Regions from separate parts of the Mus musculus genome. Here region 1 is linked to region 2. A link is a contact called in public HiChIP or PLAC-seq data. All regions are on one chromosome and are shown on one strand. The core of a region is the stretch at or near the end of the contact, and the rest is flanking DNA. Distances in the headings are between cores, read along the strand shown.

Evidence for each region. HiChIP or PLAC-seq counts read pairs in DNA pulled down with a chosen protein or histone mark.
Region 1: an H3K27ac HiChIP or PLAC-seq map of embryonic stem cells shows a contact between it and region 2, with 39 read pairs. The contact joins the enhancer-like site here to the promoter of Slc39a10 in region 2. A contact is called at or near these places in 9 of 39 promoter capture datasets (the C10 cell line, embryonic stem cells, hematopoietic stem and progenitor cells and 4 more), 2 of 15 datasets of contacts at CTCF or cohesin (CD8 T cells and the NIH/3T3 cell line), 57 of 484 Hi-C or Micro-C datasets (the 63-12 cell line, 8-cell embryo, the AML12 cell line and 36 more), 22 of 115 datasets of contacts at active chromatin or transcription factors (CD8 T cells, DN3 thymocytes, the HPC-7 cell line and 13 more) and 3 of 9 other capture datasets (adipose tissue, liver and pancreatic islet).

The regions. Positions count from the first base shown.
Region 1 is chr1:46,891,966-46,897,650 of GRCm38.p6, forward strand. It overlaps a transcript of Slc39a10 not described here. Among named protein-coding and RNA genes, the nearest start is that of Slc39a10, 41 kb to the left of the region's middle. Within about 2 kb of position 2,681, at least 84 of the 459 cell types and tissues checked have an H3K27ac peak or open chromatin away from gene starts, as enhancers often do. A contact at or near this core is called in the 63-12 cell line, B cells, CD4 single positive thymocytes and 20 more, where this site is marked.
Region 2 is chr1:46,849,726-46,855,116 of GRCm38.p6, forward strand. Slc39a10 (solute carrier family 39 (zinc transporter), member 10) reads right to left here and starts at 3,893. Exons shown (of 10, transcript NM_172653.3): 1 at 3,746-3,893.

The DNA.
Region 1 (5,685 bases), core at 1,431-3,930, 41 kb after region 2:
GAATGAATTGTTTGTGTTTCTGAACCCATTTGTGGGTAAATCAGCTAGTCACCACTAACTGCAAAATTACCAGTTGGGTTCAGGGATGAGGTTAGGAGGAGACAAACCACATTAGTATATCTGTCAATATTTGTCTTCCTTACTTTTGCTCATGATGCTGATGACATAGATGCTCTTGACAGCTTCTTAATGCCTTTCTCTGAACTCTAAACCTCCCTCCTTCCTCTCCATCCCCCCTACAGTTCACTCTTGGGATCTCCTTTACCTTGGGTATCATTAAAAGTAATGATTTCATGACTAAAGGAACATACATGTTGGATGATTTTTAAGGCAATCCTTTTCAATAATTTTGAATTATTTTAAAGAACAGTGTTCTACTGACTCTTGTAGGCAATCCATTGCCCACATTTTGGTTTATGAATCACAGACTTTGCACACAGTTTTCCTTCCTGTTTACATTGTCTCAGCTCCTACCAACTCTAATTCTCATTTTGAGAATATATGTTTCTGTATGAACTGATTTTGTGTGAATCTGTTTGTGTGTGATTGGTAACTACTTCTATTTTAAAGTCATTAAGGTTTTCTTCTTGGTACTCATCCTGTGGTGATGCCAATACATTAATACACCCCAAGTTTGCTTGCTGCTACTCTAGAGTATGACACTTCTGGGGTATGTAAGGGGAGGAACTTGTCTATCATTTGTATTAATCTATGTATGACTAAAGGCACTGTTACTCAGAAGTAAAATAGTAAAATGTTCAACTGCTTAAACCACAGCATATGCTTTGCTAAACTACTTAACTGCACAACAAATGAAAAACAAGGAAAACTTACCCTTTTTAAAGAAAGTCTCAGTAGATGCTCTAGGCTGTTTGCCCCTATTTCAGCTCACTCCAGCTCAGGTGTCAGTTACAGAAGTCTCTTGGACCTGGGGACTAGACAGACACAAGTAGAAGATTAAAGCAAATCCCTCCACCTAAATTTGCACCGCTTTCAACCAGCCAGTTGCCAGGGTTTGCATAAGGTTCTTCTCTTGACCAATGCTTAGTAACCTTACCCACGAAGCAAGCATCCTAGGGTCTCTTCTTTTTAAACCTCCAAGTTGTTCTTACTGTTCTTTTTATGCTGGATAATTTTCAGGCTTTATTTCCGACTTCCATATTTAATGTATTTTAATTCAGCCTAGTAATGATCTATATATACATGCATCCATGAGCTCATCTTTCCCTTAGGACTTATACAGGTAGTAAGGACCAAGTTGGCATTTGTTATTACTTTCTGGCAATTACAAGTCTGACTTCATAAATACCTTTATTTCTGCACTTGCATCCAAAAGTTTCAGGAGAGAGTGTAGTTAAATAAATAAAACAAGGACTCCTGGACTTGTCCTTTTACAGTGCCCTGATTGTTGTAAACTAGAAGCACCCACATTCTGACCTTCCCTCTTTTATGGCCCTTCTCCAGCGGTTCCTTTTAAATTGTGAATTATGCTTTTAAAATCTTGCAAGTTTTATATAGTTTCCAACAGAGTGACTTATGCTTTCAATTTGAAAATAATATTTTGTATGATTTGCAGAGTTGGGTAAAAATAGTTTACATTTAAAAACAAAGGATTTGACCATTTATCAGTTTCTTCTTTTTAAGAAGAAGGAATAATAAAAGAGATGGAATAGAATTAATCCCCTGGCCCCAGAGGGCTTAATTGTAAAAGCCTCTTTCGTGGCCATAGCCCTTGAAGAATCTTGAGTAAAATGCTAATAGATCGCACCTTCTAATTCTAACGACTCAGAGGAATGATCTAATCTGATGCAAAGTTAAAAGACTTTAACAGACATTTCTCAAAATAATATCCATATCTAGTAACAGGTATGTGTGAAAAGTATTGTTTAGTATTAGTCTTCAGGAAACTATAAATTGAAACCATAGACACTAAAAACTAAAACCAGTTGGAATGAATAGATAGTATTAAAAAGATGAGAGGAGACCAACACTTCATCTTTAGTGGCAAGAGGAAGAAATGAAAACTCCTGCACAGATGGTGGGAGTGTCAATTAGTCCCTCCATGATGGAGAGCAGTGTGGGGATTCAAACAAAAGAAAACAGAGAACGAGAGAAGAGAGAGAGAAAACAGCCAGAGACATCTAGAAGAGTCAAAACTTAACTGGGCTATGAGAGGAAAGAGAGGTGGAGAGAGAGAGCAAGAGAGGAAAAGAAGAGGAGAGGAGAGGAGAGGAGAGGAGGGTATGAAGAGAAGGAGGGGGAGGGGGAGAGGGAGGAGAGGGAGGAGAGAACCAAGAGAGTTCAGTGAGGCCAAAATAGCTGGTTTATGTAGGCATGAGAAGCGGAGGGAAGGGATCCAAAGTCTCTTGGGCTGGACAAATTTAGGGAGAGGGTGGGGGAGGGGTGGGGGTGGGGTGGAGGTGCGGAGGGGTAGGTGGAGGTGGGGGAAGGTGAGAAGTGCTGATTGGAGAAACAGATACCGAGTGAACCTGGAGGCCAAGCAGGCACTTCTGGTATGCTAATAGCCACCTTTGTCACAGGTTTCTTTGGGAAGTGACAGAGCCTAGCTGGAAAAAGCACTTCTCTGCTGGTTGGCTTTGAGAGTTTATAGCCTCACCCTACTTCCTGTTGGTTCTTTCTTCTTGTATTTGACTCTGAGGCTTGATCTCTCAACTTCCTCTTCATCTACATGCTGTTGTGCCTCCCCCACAATCATCGGAAGCCAAAATAACCTGTTCTGTGAGTCGCTTCTGATCGTGGTCTGTAGTGAGAATTTTGGCTTCCTTAAAAACCCAGTTATGTTATGTGAATGTGCTTTTGTTTTATTCCCAGGTGTGGGATGTGGGGCTGCTTCCGGTTATCCACAGCCACTAACTGATTGTTTCATGCTCCAGGAGGGGTGTGATTTTTGCCAGCTGCAGATGTTTATGTTTGGAATTCTGGGGACCCTTGAGAGGGTATAAATTGGAGACCCTTAGAGTGCCTGTGATGGCTGCTGCTGTCCCTGCTGCTGCTGTCCCTGCTGCTGCTCATTCTGATGCTGCGTTCGCTATGTTTGCTGGTTGGTGATATTCTCAAAACAAAACAAAACTGGATGCTACTAGTCAGCAAGAAGTAGTCTAAAGAGACTTCTAGTCATCTTTTTCTCTTTTCTAGTGTTGGGGATTAGAAGGGATTAGGGTAGAATAAGTGTTAGAAGTGTGGTAGATATAAGAACCCAATAAAGTAGACCGCCTCTTCCCCTCCTCCAAAAATAGCACCTACAATAGTATTTCAACACAATTACAGAAAAGTGACTTGACACATTTGCAAAAGCCAAAACATGGGTGGAGCCAAGCTAAGTATTCACCTGAGATGAATAAATAAAGGAAATGTCACAATGTCATAATAGTATTTACATTGGAAAATTATCCAGCTTAAAAATGGGAATCTTATCATCTATGACAACATGCATGAACCCGGAGAACACTATGCGAAGTAAAATAAGCCAAGTACAGAACAACAAATGCTATGGAGCCTACTTCCATATGGAGCCGAGGAGACTCATTGCTAACAGTAGAATGACAGTGAGCAGATGCTAAGGAAGGAGTTATTGGGAGAAGTATAGCTGTTCATCAGGTCATACAGTTGTAACCAGGCATGGTAGGCATGACTTTAATCGCAGCTCAAGGAGGTAGATAGCTCAAGGCTGGCCTGGTCTACAGAGAAAGTTCCAGAATAGCCAGGGCAACCTAGAAAGACTGTCTCAAATACACTGGAGTAATACACTTTACTAATCTCCTGGAATGTATAGTAACTATAATAAATAATAATCTGTTGCATACTTCAAAGTTGCTCCCAGGTATAGTTAACAGACTTCCTGTACAAAACCCAAATATTAAAACAGTGAATTAATTAGCTTGATTTAATTACTTCATAATATGTACATGTCAAAATATGATTTATTCCATATATTTACTATTTGTGAATTTTAAATATTATTAAATTTTTTTTACAGGGCAGTGGTGGCACACACCTTTAATCCCAGCACTCGGGACGCAGAGGCAGGCAGATCTCTTAGTTCAAGGCCAACCTGGTCTACAGAGTGAGTTCCAGGACAGCCAGGGCTACACAGAGAAACCCTGTCTCAATAAAGCAAACAAACAAACAAACAAACAAACAAAAGGTCCTATCCTACAACAGCTACTCACATATCTTTTCTACCAGCTATAAAGTCTTCCTTCATTTAAATAATCATCAAACACTTCATTCGTAGGGATTTTTTATTTTGTCATATTTTCTCATTAGGATTCTGCTTCTTTGGGGGACGACAGGTACTTCCCAGTTAAGGGAGTGTGGCTTGGCCGCCACCAGAGAGGCTCTGGAGCCCGCTTGCCTTTATTACCCCAACAACATCCACAACTGCACTTGGCTTCAGCACAACCAGACTGACGAAGGCTGCTCACCACGGATGAAGACAAGGTAAGGCCGGCACCACAGAAGTGGGGTCACGCAGACCTACTTGCACATGCCATGAGAGGAAGGAAGGTCCACACTGGTCCAGTGTGAGCTGCCTGACTCCATCCTAGCCAGTCCCTTGTACTGCTGCTGCTGCAGGAGGTGGGGGAGCCGGCACTGCTAGAAAGTCCTGTATGTGAGGAACTCTTTCATCTTCTTGGCGATTGGCAGTGCTAGGACTTGATACGTTGTCAGGAAACTTCGGAGGGCTTTCCTGAATAAGTGCTTCAGTGAGGACAGGACCCGGGGAGCTGTCCAGAACTAGACATGGCCATCTCTCGTCCCCTTGGCAATAATTCCACCGTGTGGGAAGAACTTGCAGCAAAGACCATTGATTATCGGAGCAAAGGCAACCAGAGCCTTCAGTTCCAGAGCCCAGATCCTGAGCAGCCTGTCATCTGCCACTGTAGCGAGATAATTAGACATAGTACTACCGGAGGATCCAGCAATACCTCTCCTGGGCATATATCCAGAAGATGCCCCAACTGGTAAGAAGGACACATGCTCCACTATGTTCATAGCAGCCTTATTTATAATAGCCAGAAGCTGGAAAGAACCCAGATGCCCCTCAACAGAGGAATGGATACAGAAAATGTGGTACATTTACACAATGGAGTACTACTCAGCTATTAAAAAGAATGAATTTATGAAATTCCTAGCCAAATGGATGGACCTGGAGGGCATCATCTTGAGTGAGGTAACCCAATCACAAAAGAACTCACATAATATGTACTCACTGATAAGTGGATATTAGCACAGAAACTTAGAATACCCAAGGTATAAGATACAATTTGCAAAACACATGAAACTCAAAGAAGAACGAAGACCAAAGTGTGGTCACTTTGCCCCTTCTTAGAATTGGGAACAAAACACCCATGGAAGGAGTTACAGAGACAAAGTTTGGAGCTGAGACGAAAGGATGGACCATCTAGAGACTGCCATATCCAGGGATCCATCCCATAATCAGCTTCCAAACGCTGACACCATTGCATACACTAGCAAGATTTTGCTGAAAGGACCCAGATATAGCTGTCTCTTGTGAGACTATGCTGGGATCTAGCAAACACAGAAGTGGATGCTCACAGTCAGCTATTGGATGGATTACAGGGCCCCCAATGGAGGAGCTAGAGAAAGTAACCAAGGAGCTAAAGGGATCTGCAACCCTATAGGTGGAACAACAATATGAAC
Region 2 (5,391 bases), core at 2,643-5,142:
TATTCTTTTGGAAGGTACCTTGATTCTCTGTCTATCCAGTTTTTTTTTCCCCCCACTTAGAAAACTCAGGGCTAAATGTAATCACAATCAGTTTAAAAAAAAATAGCTACACATTCTTATTGGCAGCAGTGAGCAGCTGGAAAGCCATAGGTGCATCCAAGGGAATGCAGTCTAAGGGCAGGTGCCAAGAAACTTCAAAGTAAATCAAACACTAGGGGGCAGCAAACTGTTGAGGATTGTATCAGGAAATCAACTCACAGACAAGACACAAAGACAGAGAAAGAGGATATGACACTGTATTCACTCATTTTGCTGTAGGGCTAGAGAAACCCAGCAAGTCACTATGGAAGTTAGTGGCTGCACTATGGAGACAGCTCATCTGCTAAGATACACCCCAGCCTTGTGTATAATTTTTAGTATGAGTTACACGATGAAAGATGGCTTAAAATTAAATCACTGTGATAAGAAGGTTCTTTGATTGCCTCCATTTCTCGTGCAATTTCAGTTGTCTCCTTTATCTAATGTTGGTTTAAAGTATTAGTGACTAAGTCCTTTTGATACAAAACTCAGCACTTCCACTCCTGAGGCAGGCACTACACTCATGACTAGTATTTTTATCCACATGATTTTAAGTCAATGCTGAGTTTGAAACCAACAGACAAGCTACCTACCTACACCCAGTCACTGAATGTGTCATAGCACAGGGATGCTTTGTGACAAAAAGCTGTGGGGTATAGGCTTCAGAAATCTGGCTTTGTAAAGAAACCAAAACATACACAGGTAAGTACAGAATAAAAGTGGTAAAAAGGCAAATGTACAGTTATCAGCTATTACATATGAGCTACAGATTTAAAAGATGTATTCTCTCAAAGGCCCAAGGAGTAGAAGCATTAAGTATCATCCTAGGGTAATCAATTATCAGGCAAAACAAAAGAGTAAATTCAATCATTACAGAAACGTTTGAATGTAGAAAGGGTTAGAACAACTATCTGGTTCATCATCATTAAAGGCCGTATTAAACTCCTGAATAGGTTTTATAATACTTCCAGGCTAAAGCAACCTGCAAAGGTAACCAAATTAGTTAATAGTATATCCAGTTTTTGAATCTTTAACCTCACTCCAAATCCCTAAATTCATCCCAATACTGCTCAATACCCAGGGTTCTGCAGAGCCAAGAGGAATGTAATATAAATTTCTTTAATTAAGAACAAATGTTCAGCTCAGCTATTGAACAATTTCCCTTGGGGAGGAAAAAATACACACACACACACACACACACACACACACACACACACACACACACACACACACCCCTATCTTCTCCATATATCGCTTAGGTTTCCTAGAGCAATGCTTGCATGCTAAACATTAGGCCTCCTCAAAGTAATTCAAACCAGGGTTGAAAATCTGGCAGAGCCAAAGGTGACTCCAAGGACTGAGGAAAGTGGATCCTGAGTTCCAGACACACAAGAGCTACATAGGGAAAGCATCAAGAAAAAACAAAAGTCTGGACAAAAAAGTGGGATGAGGGTGGTAGTTTACAAGCTATCTCAGGGGACTAGAGGCTGTAAAAGGAAGACCTAATCCAGGTAGCACCTTGTAATGAAATCTGAAATGCTACGGAATTTACAATGTTCTGGGAACTAACATGCTCCAACTTTGTCTGGACAGGTCTCAGGCAAACTCTAACTTTAGAAAAAAGGTTGTAAAATGTCCTTCAGTGTAAGTACCCTGGCTTATACAAAGTAAAAGTTCAATTTATGTTCAGAATTGGGCCCTAGCCCAAGAAACACTCCATTATTTAATATATCCAAATATCTCCTAATTCACAAACAAAAGCTGAAAACACTTCTGGTCCTGAACATTTCAGATAAAGGGTATTCACCTGCATAGCTCATGATACATATCCATACAGGCATACATTATTTGCAGTACTAACAATTAAGTGTAGATTTGTGCAAACCCTGGGCAAGTTTCCTACCACTCAGCTCTTTTACTTAACTTTTAAGACAAGCTCCAGGACTCTAACTTGCCAGCTTCCTTCCTCAGTCTCCTCCCACCCCTGCTCCCAAAGTAGCTGGGTTTATAGATCTGTGCCTTCAGGTATCACCTGAGAAATCGTCTTTGCCACCTCTTTTAAAGTAGCACCAAAACCATTCATTCTTGCGCATGGGTTCCTAACCACGCTTAGTTGATAGAATTCAGTTTTGTCAATTTGGGGAGAGATTAAAACCACTGAAATTCAGTTACTTTTCGGTGAGGATGTAACTTCCTGAATACAGGCCAAAATTACAGTAATACAAAACACTTAAATCCTTTAAGTATAATTTTTAGTTCTTGCTAGTTTGAAGTTAGTCATTATTAGGCAGGCCAGTACCGTTGATATTTAATGCTTTATTCAAGTATGGCTTACTCCATCAAAGCCAAATAGTTTCCCATTAACTCTTTCAATGTAACTTTATGTACCCTTAATAATCTATAGTCACAATCCAAGACCCTTATTCTAGAAAACACCAAATGCTAAAAATGCCCACCAGCACATTTTATTTCCTTCACAGCATTTATCACTTTATCACTGATGTGTCTTTCATCCTACTGTAATGTCCAATGCACATAGGAAGAGGGGTGTGTGGGATGGACTCCCAAGGTCCAGGAGAAATGACTCACAAGGTACTCAAATACTTGTAGATTACGGGAATCCTAACATTACTCTGTACACAGAAGTTCTGCTTTGTTTAGGCTTCCCAATAGCACTGTTAACAATTCTAAGCCTCCAGCTCTTGTATTACTTTTTCTTAATTACCATTAGATACACATCCAAAAAGAAAACATACAAGAAACCTGTCACCCGCTAGTTACCGCACTTAACGGAGACATAAATAAGTTTCTAGGAGACGGTGGGTTGTACTGTCTTTTAACTCATGCTTTGTGTCACTTGGAGCAGACACTGGGGTGAAGGACCCTTCCAAATCGGTGGCGGGGCGTCCTGCGGTGAGATTTCTTCCACGTGCCCAGCTCCTTAAACTCGGCCCATGTGGACAGGCTCCCACGTGAACGCGTCTTCTCAGAAGCCGCAGGAAGCCCTTCCACGTCACGCCACCCGACGCCTCGCCAGGCTGGAGAGTTCCGAAGACCCCCCCCCCCCCAAGGGAGGAGCGAAGCGTGGAGCGGATGCGGACCCCGCGGTGGGCCGGCCACTTCCCTCCGCTCCCAACCGCGCCCACGCCACCCTACACCCCGGTGGCCGGGAACAAAGCCCGCGGCCGCACCACGGTCGCCCCACAACCCGGCTCCGGGACCCGTGGGCTGCGCCACACGCAGTTCCCGCGCGCCCCACCGAGCCTTTTCGGTTGGCCCGGAGCTGAGCGGCCGCCGTCCGTTACCCCCCGCAGACGAGCCCCTGGGACCTGCCTCGGGTCCCGGGTCCCCCGTACGGCGGCCGCGGGAAGCCCGCGCAGCCCTCAACCGGCGCTGCCCGCTCCGCGGCCCCGCAGCAGGCCGTGGGGCGCGGGTCCCCCACCGCCGACGCGGCACACTCGGCTGGCCCCAGCCTCACGCGCCGCTCTCCTGCTCGCCGCCACCGCCTGCAGCAGCTGCGAACACACGCGTCCCAACCCAGAGGCCCCGGTGCCAGCCCCAACCCGGCCGCCCAGCCTCCCCAGCCGTCCCGGGACTCCCAGGCTCCGCCGCGCACGGGGCCGGTTCTGGGGGAGGGAATGTAAACAAATCGGGGTTTTATAGTTACCTCACACTCGAGTGCCGTGTGCATCTCCTCTCCGCTCGGTACCAAACCCCGGCTGCACCCAGTCGTGTATTCTCCAAAGCCGCCTGCGCTATCTGCGTCGCGGAGCCTAGCGCGAGAGCCGGCGCTCTACGCCGACGGCGCACTCAGCCTGCTCCGGCTCCCTGCGCAGCCGCACCCTGGCCGCCTCAGCGCTACGCCGGCGGCGCACCCGGCCCGCTCGGGCGCCCTGCGCAGCCGCACCTCGGCCTGATCGGCGCTACGCCGGCGGCGCACCGGCAGCGTTCAGCCATTCACTTCGCGGACGCGCCTGGCGTAGGAGAGCGGCGGCACCGGCGGGAGCTACACCGACTGGCGGCAACTGGAAGAAATTAGATCTACGCAAATTGCGGAGCTCTGTAGCTCCGCGCTAGTTTTGTTCTGAGAAAGGACTCCTCGGGGATTGGGGGGAGTTGGGGCGGCTTTTAACGCATGCGTGGAACGGCCTTGGTCGCCTCGCCTGGCCTCGCACGTCGGTTGCTGAGGCCTTGGGCTAGCGGATGAGACGTAGAAGCCTGGAGAACGAGCGTCCTAGGCCGAAGTTTCGGAGTGATCAATTAGGATTGCTGATCTGTACACGGGTTAGACATCTATATTAAATTAACTCCGCCCCCTCTGTCCCAGCGACCGTGCCAGTCTCTGGGCAAAACTAAACTTTAGTGCTATGTGCAAAGTGTTTTGCATAACTCCCCCCACCGCACCCCCATTTAAAGAGCACTTACAGTGGGACTTCCCAAACAGAAAGGAGTTGAGTTTAAAAATGTCACGTAGTTCTGGTAGCTTTGGGTACCCATCCAAGGACTTCCCACCACCTTCTCTTACTGGAACAGTTTTACACCCAAAGGCAAGCCCCCCCCCCCCCATCCGCCCAGCAACACCGGTGCATTCATGCTTATATCCTGCCTGTTCTTGGATCCCTTTGCTCACACCGCCATTCTCAATGGCCTCCTCCCCTCTTAAGCAACTAACAACCCACAATTTTCTTAAAAGGAGGCTCGGCAAACTCTTTGCTTCATTATTCATTACTCTGCTTCCTGACTCTTAATTCATGTCTAGGCTTATTTGTATTCTGCCCAGATGCCTGTGTTTCTGTATTCAAGCTGAGCGTATTTACTAGTGAAAGTGAATTCTGGCCTTGCTTTATGGATGAACAGAGTGCATATAACTCTGAGCAGTAGTAATTGCCAGCTTTATGTATCAGGTACCTCCAGCATGCTTTGCGTGTGTATTAATTTAATATTCCTAACAGACTGAAGAATGACTACCCAGGAAATAAAGTCATAGGAAATAAGTAACTTGCCTGAGAGAACCGAGGAGGGGCATAGAAAGCCAAACCTATTCGGTATGGCTACGTGGCCTGTCTCGCTGACTTGAACTCCATGAAAGAAGCTGTTTTGCCTTTTGTTTTCTACCTGTACACGGAACATCTTTCGAGTGCTTAATGAGTGGCTAAAACCACAGTGAGCTTCTTCTACTCCTCTTTCTCTGCTGTCAAAGGAAGACATTCTGATAAGTCCTCAGGCCTCAACATTAGTGGAAGAAGATAGCAGAGTGACCACAGTCCTCAGACCCATGAATTAAGCTGGGGATTACACAAAAAGTAATGACTT